Linked DNA regions of Mus musculus: regions 1 and 2 are each linked to region 3. Evidence: chromatin contacts called from public Hi-C and promoter capture Hi-C data. All regions are on one chromosome and are shown on one strand. Each heading gives the region's core, a stretch centred on a gene start, on an enhancer-like site or on the middle of the called end of the contact. The rest is flanking DNA. Distances are from core to core; before and after follow the strand shown.

Region 1 (3,626 bases), core at 543-3,042, 130 kb before region 3:
CATTAGAGCCACAGCCTGAACCCATGATGGGCTGAGGGTCAGGGGTATGGATCAGGGCAGGTGACCAGGATATACCTAGGCCATGAAAGGAGAGCAGATCTTGCTAGAAACTTAGCCTATGGCAAAGGAGAAAGAGCAGAAGAGGAGCCAAGTGTCCTGCCTGTCACCACAGGAGACCAGCATCCCAGAGGAGCTGCTTGTGACTGTGGTAAAGCCAGGGCTGCCCACCATAGCCGACTTGTATGTGCTTCTGCCTCTGCCAAGGCCCACAAGGAAGAGGAGCCTCACAAGTGACAAGGTATGACCATGGCATAGCAGGATTGTGTGGCTGAGGACCCGGAGGGTGGGGGGACGTCACTCCTGACAACCACATTTCTGTGGGGCATCACTTAAAGGTTTAGTTCTTACTATCATGCTGTCTGACCCGGGGTACCACCATCTGCCTGTAGCTCCAAACTCAACAGCATCCAAGGTTAGTGAGATTAGGCAGCTTCCAGGGGGAGAAGGCTAGACTGGGATTGTGTGGATGGTCTCTGTTCTCTTGCATCATTGTCTGGAGCTGTCATGTGACCTCAGCTTCAGTACCAGGAGCACTGGGACATGTGGGTGAGCCCTGTGGGAGACTCTGGCTGCAGGCTACAAGCAAAACAGAATTCAGCACAGGAATTCTAGCACGTCCTCCATGAGGCTCCTTGACCAGGAGCACCTTGGGAACTGTCGTCAGAGAGGTCCCCAGATGCTGAGTGCTGAGTAGCCTGTGGGACAATGGTAGCTTGCTAGGCACTAGGCTGACTGCCTGGTGTTAGTGTGTAGGAATATGTTCAGTGTGAGCCCATAACAAGTGTCCAGATGGAGGCAAAGCCTTCTCTCCTCCAAATGCTGGAATTCTGTGCCTGGCATAGCTTCTGGCTCTGCCCCAGTGGATGTAGCTAAAGTCGGAATCCCAGAGACATAGCCACATGGAAATGAGTGTCAGAGGGCCTCATAATGGGCCCTGGACAGTGACTGATAGGTGGTAAGATACAGATGGTGACGGGCTCTGATGTGTGTCATGAGCCTCACCTACTGGCCATGTTATGGGGAATCTTTTGAGGAGGGCATTGTGCTTGCCACCCCCACCCCCAACTCCCCTCATAGGTAGGATGCCCTGCCCTGTCTCATCTTTGTGAGCTCCCACTTCCTAGAAGCTTCACTGACCAGGGTGGGGGACTTGTGGAGCACTCCAGGTCTTCCAGCTGACACACTGAGACTCTTCTCTCTGTTCTGCGCTGGAATGAGAGCTTGCTGATGGCAGGGCTTCCGGCACCATCAGTGGCTCCTAGTGAACCTGGCTGGTGGGCTTTCATGCCATTCCCTGATAAGGACACTGAGCATCAGCCAGCATCCCTTCCCAGCCCCGAGGGACTCCAGTGGTCCAGGCCTCAGAGCTTTCCTGCCTCCTTTGCTTTCAGAGACTGGCAGCCGTGCAGCAGGCGCTGAACTCTCATAGAATCAGCTTCATCCTTCGAGGAGGGCTTCGTATCCTGGTGGAGCTGAGGGACACAGACACAGGTGACAGACCCGGCTTAGCTCCTCCCTGGAGCAGGGTGGGCATGGGCCCAGGCCTGCGGATGCTAAAAGTGACTGTAGGATTTGAATGGGCTTTTATCTAGCTGCCAGTGACCCTTCTGGCTGGGACATCTCTGGCTAGATGCACCCACCCCTGCACAGCCAGCTCTGGGCCTCACCATCTGGCTTGATCTGTGTGGAAGCAGCTTCCACAACCATCAGGAACCTGCTGATTCATTCAAAACCAGTGCAGAAGGAAGGGGCTGTCCCCTCTGAAGGAAACCCAGCCAAAGTGGGTTATAGTAGGGCTCTGTCAGAAAGGGAGGCCCAAGGCCTCGTGTCGTGTTGTTATCCTTCATAACCTGCTATACACTCAGCCACATGGCAAGGCCTGCTGGACAACATGAGGTAGGCTCATCAGACCCAGGCTGGGGACAACCAGCCCATGGCTGCTCCTCTTGTTCCTCTCCTGTAGGTCCTCAGAGGCCAGGTGGCAGTGGTGGCTACTGGGCCGTGGTGGTCCTCTTTGTCATTGGGCTCTTTGCAGTAGGAGCATTCATCCTCTACAAGTTCAAAAGGTAAGGCCCCTGGCAGCCTTGACATATGGCCCCAGAGGTGGTGGCTTCCACAGGCCATGGAGGAAGGTGGTGTGTGTTCTCCCCTGTACTGTGAGCAGGAAACTCTCAGGCTCCCTTCTGCTCAGCCTGGTCCCCTGCACAGGCCCAGGGCATCTTCTTCAATCACCCTCCGTGGAGGGGATACTGTGCCCTCCAGATAAGGATGCCAGGTCCAAGGAGGCACAGTTCAAGTCCAAGGCCAGTAGGGCCTCCTGGCTTCCCACATCTTGGCTATGGCTGCCACAGGGGCTTCAGTTACCTGAGGGTACCAGAGACTGACTCTAAGGGGTGCTGGGAGACCCTGTGTCTCCTATACAGGGCTTCAGTGTCCTCTTTCCTCTGTGACCTGTCTCACAGTGAACATGGGATAGCTCCAGGGATAATGGAGGCCAGCTATGTCCCTCATCTGCCATGTCTGTGTGCAGAGTGGGGCTGAGAACTGACAGTCCTCTGTGTGGTCTCCAGGGAGGCAGCCTGGAGTAATAGCCATGGGAAGGTACAGGTCCATTCTACAGACACAAGTGCAAGGCTGTTGCTGATAAGCATGGTGGTGCTGCTGAGAGGAAGTCAGCCCACATCCCACACCTCCCTGTGAAACCCACCTGATTCAAGGCCCTGTGCCTATTATTTTTCACCCTCCAGCAGACAACACTCTTGGAACACTCTGCTGTAGAGCAATGTGACAAGACCTCAGACACCTCTGCCCCCACGTACCCAGCATCCTTCATCCTGCAGGGCCAGGACCTAGCTAAGGGGCAGGCAGCCCTTCAGGTGGCTGGCACTGAGTAGACCTGAGATCTGTCCAGATGCTGACCTGCCAGAGGCTTGCCTCAGATAAAGGCTTTCCCCCTCTGAGCCATAGTGTCATTGTCAACAAGAGGGCATGCAAAGGAGGAGACTGCGGTGGGGGTCAGGGGAAGCCAGCTGGGCAGTATTCCTGCCTTGCATGGCTTCAGGATGGTGGCATATGAGCCCTGGGTAGAGGGGCAAGTGGAGGACAAAGCCCTGGGTCTGGGTGTGATCCCCATGACCAAGCAGAGGGAGGCTTCCAGATTTCCGTGTGGGCGGATGTCAAGGTGAGTGCGGGTGCGCCTGTGGACTTGGTCCCATCCTGTGCAGGGCCTGCAGAACTGTGGGTGGTCACTTAGAGGGCAGCAGCATGCTTGCCTGGGGTAGATGGAGCTGGTCCCTGTGGGTGATGTGTCAGCCCCACTCTTCAGATTCCCCAGTAGTAGTGCTACAACCTTCCCCCAGTGTGCTTCATGTGGCCCAAATGACAAAACACTGCCTGTCATTTGCCAAGAGGGGGAGGGGGGCAGATATGTCCAGTGTGAGGCTGGTCCAACATCCCCAAGCCCAAGGCTATCTTTGTGAACCAGCTAAGGCTTTGAGGTTGGAGGGGAAGGGCCTGTTGCCATAGAAACAGTCAGGGGACAAATACCCCTTCCTACAAGCTCCAGG
Region 2 (3,402 bases), core at 747-3,246, 200 kb before region 3:
TTGCTGGATGGATCTCCTGACCCATCCAGCCTCTTTAGGTTTTGTTCAAGCACTGCCTGACAGCATGGGACTAAGTCCTCCTCTGAGTCCTGAGTTGCTTGTTTCTGCCTGTCTTGTCAGTGCCTATCACAAGCCAGCCTGTGCCGTGTGAAGCCAAGGATCTGGGCTGAACATACTCTCCAGCTCAGGGAAGGATGGACACAAAGGGCTGAAGGTCACCCAGTGTGCACCCTTCCCATTTCTGCAGGCTGGGTCTTAGCGTTACTGCCTCCTCATTTACCTCCTGGAGCCACGGGTCCAGGGATGACAGTGTGCCTGGGATTGGAGTTGCTGTCTCTGGGTCCTGAGCATTGCCCTCTTGAGAGACTTGATGTCGTGAGAATTTTGGTTTCTTTAAACACACACACACACACACACACACACACACACACACACACACACACAGAGAGAGAGAGAGAGAGAGAGAGAGAGAGAGAGAGAGAGAGAGAGAGAGAGAGATATGCTATGGGAATATGTTTTTGTTTTAATTCCAGGTATAGGGATGTGGGGTTGCTTCAGATTGTCCACAGCCGCTGACTATAGTTTGCCTCATGCTCGAGCAGAGGCATGTTTTGTTGTTGTTGTTTGGTGTGTGTGTGTTTCTTTGTTTGTTTTTGTTTTACCAGATGCAGATAGTTTCTGCAATTGTGTGATGTTTGGAATTCTAGGGACTTTTAAGCAGGGTATATAAGTGCTAGATCCCCAATGGAAAGGGTTGGTAGGCTGGTTGGTGGCTGAACGCTGCAGGCCATGGTTTGTCAAGTAGTCATGTGTGAGGAGATGAAAAGAATAAATTAGATATCCTAACGGTGAAGGTCAAACTTTCCCCAAGGAACTCAGTGCTTCTAGTCAGCAGGAATTAGTCTAGTGATAATGTTGCCCCCTTCCCCCTCTATCCTTTCATAATCTCCTACCTAGAAGTAGGGGGTTGAAAGGGTAGAAGAAGAGGGGTGGAGAAGGAAAGAAAATAGAACCCACAACGTAGCCAAAAGTTGGGCTACAACATGAAATCTTTGCTTTCTTAAGGGAAAGTTTATGTGGCTCGCAGTCCTGCTGTCCACGCCTCACAGTTCAGCTGCTGCACACCTGATCTGACTCAGCATAACCTGGTAGGAGCTCGTGACAGAGGTGACCTGTTGACCCCACGATGGCCAGGAAGCAGAGAGAAAATGTCAAGAAAGAGGCCTGAGTCATGTCCCCTTCAAGGTCACACCCCCAAGTGACCTTCCTCCCACTAGCCCCCCCTCAGGTCCCACCACTTCTACACAGGGTAGGGATCAAGCCTTCATCACGTGGACCTTAGAGACACTTAACTGAACGTCTGCAAGACCTGGCTTACTTCAGCAGAGGGCCATTTAAAAGACACAGAAAGCATTCTATCCAGTCCTGGTACACAGTGAATGAACCTGAGGACAGGACTGTCCTAGGTATGGTTGAGGAGAAGGGTTTTTTTTATAGATATGAGGGAGAGATCAGCCAAAGGCGTCAAGGTTTAAGGCAGGGGGCAGGGGTGAGAAGAGCTGAGAGGAGCCAGGACTTCTTATGCTGGGAGACACTGGTGGCCAGATTTGACGCCAACGGGTACCCCAAGTAGCCATTGGTCCCAGGTTTCTTTGGGACCTAACACACAGTAAGTGTTAATTCAAGTCTGATTATTTTGTCACCTGTGTTGTCCGTGCTGAGTACTCAATGTGCCACTGCCTTGTCACTCGGGTATTGGCTATGGCTGGAGACTGTGGTTTCCGGTGTAAGGTTCTTCTCTGCTCTTCACAGCACTGCTGCTGTAAGAACCAAACCAGAAGGTGGGTGTGGGGGAGTTGAGGGGGTGAGGAAGTTGTGGTAAGAACCAAACAGGAAGTTGTAGTGGTTGGTCAGGCAGGAAACTGCAGTGAGGGCCAACAGAGTGGTAAGGAGCTAACAGGAAGCTGTAAGTCAGAGCCTAACAGGAAACCAAGGAAACAGCTGCAGTGAGGGTCAAACTGAAAGCTATAGAGAAGGCCAACGGGAAGCTGCAGTAAGGACCAAATAGGAAGCTGTGGTGAGGTACAACAGGAAGCTCCAGTGAAGGCCAACAGGAAGCTGTGGTGAGGCCAACAGGAAGCTGCTGTGTGGGTCATTCAGCTCTATCTTCACTGGGTTCTCTGACCAGCTCATGCAAGCCAACTGGCTCTGAGGCCTCCATCATCCACCTCCAGGGATAACGACCAGAATGGCCTCTCACTCGAGCTGAGGCAGCACTTTGGACTGCCTCACTCCTGGACTAGTGGTGACAATGACACCTTAGCCTCTGGTTTGTGAATATTTGATGAGAATGTCTGAGAGGCCCTGTCATTCCCACAGTGCCACCATTACCCCGGCTCAGCAAGCCCTGCAAAGCCAGAACACTAACGGTGCTACCATGCAGTCCCTTGCCTTTCTGCTGTTCAATTAGGACAGATGAATGAACAAATTGTTCACTGATCTAATCTTACACAGTTAACACAACTGTCCTGATAAAAGACAATCTTGCAAACACAGTCACTCCAGAGGATTCACCATCCTCTGCACACTGCCCAGGCGAATAGTTTTCTTTGCATTGTCTGTGAAATGCCTTCAGACAGGCAAACAAACGCAATTAAACCACATTCCCTCCAGGGCCTCCATGCACAGCCCCTCAGAGAACAGAGGTCTCAACAATACCCCAGCCTCGAGCTTCATGTTATTGACAAGATTAGCCATAAATCAAGGCTGTAGAATGTGGGTGGTGAGTTGTTTTTATGTCTCCTGAATTATGCCTGCCTTCTTCGATGACTATCGATCAGGTGCCAGGTTTCAAGGCAGCCCCTGGTCAAGGGAAAGGCGTGCCTCTTCCTTTCAATTTACAAGTGTGCCCAGGGACACTTCTTGGCATTTCAGCAATTGTCAAGTCAGTAATTAAAGCTGAACCAGCTCTTAGCTGACAATCAATTCTGTGATTGTGTTTGAGTGGCTGTTTTACTAAATCAACGCTGAGGGCTCATCAGCCCAGTGTTAGCACAGAGGCTGGGTGGCTGCCACGGCAAACAGAGCCATCCATGCATCTGTGTAAGAGCATATGACTGTGTGACCCTGGGCAAGTCATTTCCCCCGCCAGGCTCCTGCTTCTCTGTCTGGAAGAGAGACAAAGGCATTCTCCCACCCCGGCTGTTATGAAAGACTAAGGTTTGTGTTTATGAATGCATCCTGCCCAGAATTGGGACAGGTATGGGGGGTGAGAGGTTGTGCTCCTGGTCACTGTGATGGTCCCACATGGTGCTGGTGTAGATAAATAACAGGAATCCTGTATATAGTGTTTCCACAACCCCAGTATCCCGTATCCTGTCAATCACTACCCATGGGCCCAGT
Region 3 (3,378 bases), core at 168-2,667:
CTTCCAGCACAGTGACAGCCCCACGCTCCCCAGAGACCCGCAGGGTGAGGGGCACGTTCTCAGACGGGCTACTCCAGAGCCCGTGTAGCGCCCCCCACCCCGCCCGCTCCCCGCTTCAACTCACTGAATAAAGACAATACCAAAGTCCGGTCCACACCACCTTAGGCTAACTGCGCCCAGCACGCACAGGGCTTCGCTCACCTCACCGAAACTCCAGTGCCCAATGCACACCCAAAGCGGGGGCCAGGACTGAATGGGCAAAGCCTGGGTCGACAAGCCATGGGACACAGGACCAGGATCCCATGCGCGCGTGTCCACGCTGTCACCTTCACTGACACACGAAATCGTACCAATACAGGGACAGAAACAGCCTTTCCACCCGCCAAGCCTCCCCACACACTTAAGTCCACGTAGTTACCTCCGGAGCCATCCACACCACATAGGGAAACAGGAAGGCTCCCTCACACAAGGGTCCCCCAACCCCCGGTCCCTCTTGGTGACAATCAACTAGCTACACCCAAGAAGGAGGGCCGGAAAAGAGCCCACTCGTGGGGTGGCCAGGACCTGGAGGTGCAGAGCCCTCTGTGCCACCCGGCGGCGAGACAATGCCAGGGCGCACAGACTCCTGAGTGCTCGGGTCCATCCAGGCCAGCCCTCTCGGTGTTCCTGTCCCTCTAGAGGAGAAGGCAGCTGCCACCAACCGGGCAGCACACTCTCCGACCCATTTCAGCCGACTGCCAAGCCGGGAACCCCAGTTCAGCCTTAGCGATCGTCCTGCAAGTCCAAATATGCGGTCTGTCCTTTAGGTCTCGGATGACCGGATCTTCGAACAGTTCTTGGAAAACCATCCCAGCCCGCTGACCCTGCCCAGCCCTGTCTGGGGACCCTGAAGGGCCTCGGGGACCCTACCTGGCCCTGGGGACTCTGACCTCCAGGGATCCAACTTAGCCCTGGAGACCCCGTCCACCCCTGTATAGGGACCATGCCCTGTCCGGAGACGCTGCCCTGTCAGGAGTCCCTGGTCAGTCCTGTCTAACACCCTGAAGGGCCTCGATGACCCTACCCGGCCCTGGAGATCCTGCCCAGCCTTGTCTGGGGACCCTGCCCGGCCCAGGGCATCCAGCTTGGGGACCTTGCCCGAGGACATCGTGGGACACCTGGCCCCGCTACGGGTTCAAAGTCGCCGCCGCCTCACCTCAGGATTCAGTGGCTCGTGAGCACTGGACGGCCGAGAGGAGCGCAGCCCGCGGAGCGCCCGCTGCCTCAACAATGGAGCCCGGGGCGGGGCCCTGCGCAGCTCAGCGATCTCTCAGTCGGGACCTGGAGCCCAGACACCGCCGGTGCGAGCTGTGGCCGGAGGATTCTGCGCAGGCGCGACAGGCCCCGCCTGCCTCCATAGCCCCGCCCCCTGAACAGCAAGAACCCGCCCTCTAGCCAATGGTTAGGGAGTTGGGCGGAGGGGGCGGGGCCAGGAGGAACAAAGAGAGGCTGGGCGGGGCCGTGGGTCCGAGCCGGCACCCGGGACTCTGCGCTGATCTGATTTCGCTTCGGGCTCAGCGCCCACGTGGACTAAGCTCAGTGGTACTCGGTGCTCACCCCAAAGCTAGAATTGGTTCTAAAGGAAAACTGATGGTTCTTGCCATCCGAATTGCGATCCTCATAGCCTTGTCCGTCTTCTGGTCGAAGGGTGTTGGTATCATTAAGGGTGGAAAGAAAGAGAAAACTCCCTTTAGGTGCTGTGCCAAGCAGATCCATTTCGCTGTCCTACTTCAGGATCCAATTATTAATCTCATCCCTTTCCTGCTCAGAGCCTTGTTTTTGTTTTTTGTTTTTCCATTCCCCCACCAGGCATGACTCCTATCTACCTACTACCATTTCCATTTATCCATATCTCAATTATCTTTAAAATTCGCCCAAGCCTTAGAGGACTGTTCTGGAATGTATCTCTACAACATTCGTGGATTTCCCTCTATTTCACAACCTGTCCCTCTTCTCCAAGACTTCCCTTCTGCCTCTGACGAGAGCCTTTGTGATCATGGCTGGAGACAGCATGCTTCTCTTGGGATGGATACCCTCATCAGAAGCCCTATCCACATACATGATCACTGCAGGATCCAATCCAGTCAGCAGTGATCACCAGACCTCAGTTGGACTCCCCCCAAATTACAAATAGCTTACTTCCAGAGACAGGCCAGCCTGCCGCTCCTCAGTGAGTCCTGGAGTCCATGCAGAGCCTCAATCCTCCTGTCTGACTCCCCAAGCCAACAGATGATCTGCTTGCCCAGGCACTGGGGCCTCTTGGTACAGCCCCTTATTCGAGAAGAGCTATTCTTGGGAATGGGTTTGATTGGTGTGGTTAGTGTTAATTGTTAACTTGTTGTGAAGGATTACCTCATCGCTGAGCATGCATGTACAAAGTAGTTACCTAGATTTGGTTGAGGTGGGAAGACTAACACTGAAGGTGGGTAGCACTTGTCACTGGGCTCAAGTCCTGGTCTGTTTTAAAAGGAGCCATCTAGTTGAGTTCAGGTATTAATTGGCCTCAGCTTCTTGAAGGTGAGTGTGGTAGGACCAGCAGCCTTCAGCTCCTGACACTGTGACTTCCTTACAGTCAAGGACTGGACCACAGCTGGAGAGCCGTGGGCCAACAGAAACCGTTCTTTCCTAACTTGCTTTTGTCCAGGTATTATCAGGACAACAGAAAAGCGAGACATTCTGGGACACCGTCCTGCTGTACGAGCTGTGCTGGGACACAGAGGCAGGATGGTGGGCTGCTTTGCTCAAAAATGAGAGCAGCTGTGCTTGGGGAAGGCCAGAGAAGGAGACAAATAAAGGGAGCCAAGGAAGATGGGAGGGGAAGGCAGGTGGCGTGAGGATGGGAGAGATGGCTATTATGGCCCGGAACATTCTAAGAACAGAAATGTCTAAAGGCCAGTCACTCCAACCTGTGTTACCCTCTCATGCTGTCATCCTGAGTGTCCTCCAGTGGCCTCAGGCCCGTTTCATATGAGCAGACAGGGTCCAGGGAGGGTTGGGGGTAACTGGTTCTGGTTGGAGTTGAAAGGGGTTGGCCATAAAGGAGTCCTCCAGGGCATCATTCACTATTTTATCCGAAGCTCAAGCAATTCAGTCCAAGTTTTCAAATTGGCTTTTTCAAAGATGACAGACCCTGTTGGCATCTGCATAGATTTCTGGCCAGTTCACTCCACAGCAATAAAATGTGGATGTGGACAGTGCCCCAGGCTCCAAACATAATTGTAGATATTTTCTTCTAAAATGAATCATAACTCATGAAAAATACCTTTAGTTATTTATTTTTGAGCCGTCTGCAGACTCTGGGTCTGTGCTACACTGATGGGGGAGGACATTAATCTCTTT

The links. Promoter capture Hi-C pulls out the DNA fragments that hold promoters and counts their contacts. Hi-C and Micro-C count contacts between places; a contact is called where the count stands out from the background.
Region 1: a contact with region 3 is called in a promoter capture Hi-C map of hippocampal neurons, with 2.9 times the contacts expected there. The contact joins the enhancer-like site here to the promoter of Afap1 in region 3. A contact is called at or near these places in 2 of 39 promoter capture datasets (embryonic stem cells and hippocampal neurons), 2 of 15 datasets of contacts at CTCF or cohesin (both in embryonic stem cells) and 4 of 484 Hi-C or Micro-C datasets (the HL-1 cell line, embryonic fibroblasts and embryonic stem cells).
Region 2: a Hi-C map of CD4 T cells shows a contact between it and region 3, with 1.8 times the contacts expected there. The contact joins the enhancer-like site here to the promoter of Afap1 in region 3.

Annotation. Positions count from the first base shown.
Region 1 is chr5:36,022,492-36,026,117 of GRCm38.p6, reverse strand. Sorcs2 (sortilin-related VPS10 domain containing receptor 2) reads left to right here. Exons shown (of 27, transcript NM_030889.2): 23 at 173-298; 24 at 1,452-1,551; 25 at 2,024-2,126. Among named protein-coding and RNA genes, the nearest start is that of Gm52811, 61 kb to the left of the region's middle. Within about 2 kb of position 1,792, at least 9 of the 459 cell types and tissues checked have an H3K27ac peak or open chromatin away from gene starts, as enhancers often do. A contact at or near this core is called in hippocampal neurons, where this site is marked.
Region 2 is chr5:36,088,000-36,091,401 of GRCm38.p6, reverse strand. The region is part of intron 3 of Sorcs2 (sortilin-related VPS10 domain containing receptor 2); the gene reads left to right. It overlaps Gm52811 (a long non-coding RNA gene), which reads right to left. Exons shown (of 3, transcript XR_003955892.1): 3 at 1,733-1,820. Among named protein-coding and RNA genes, the nearest start is that of Gm52811, 4.7 kb to the right of the region's middle. Within about 2 kb of position 1,996, at least 103 of the 459 cell types and tissues checked have an H3K27ac peak or open chromatin away from gene starts, as enhancers often do.
Region 3 is chr5:35,891,358-35,894,735 of GRCm38.p6, reverse strand. It overlaps Afap1 (actin filament associated protein 1), which reads right to left and starts at 1,417. Exons shown (of 17, transcript NM_027373.2): 1 at 1,196-1,417.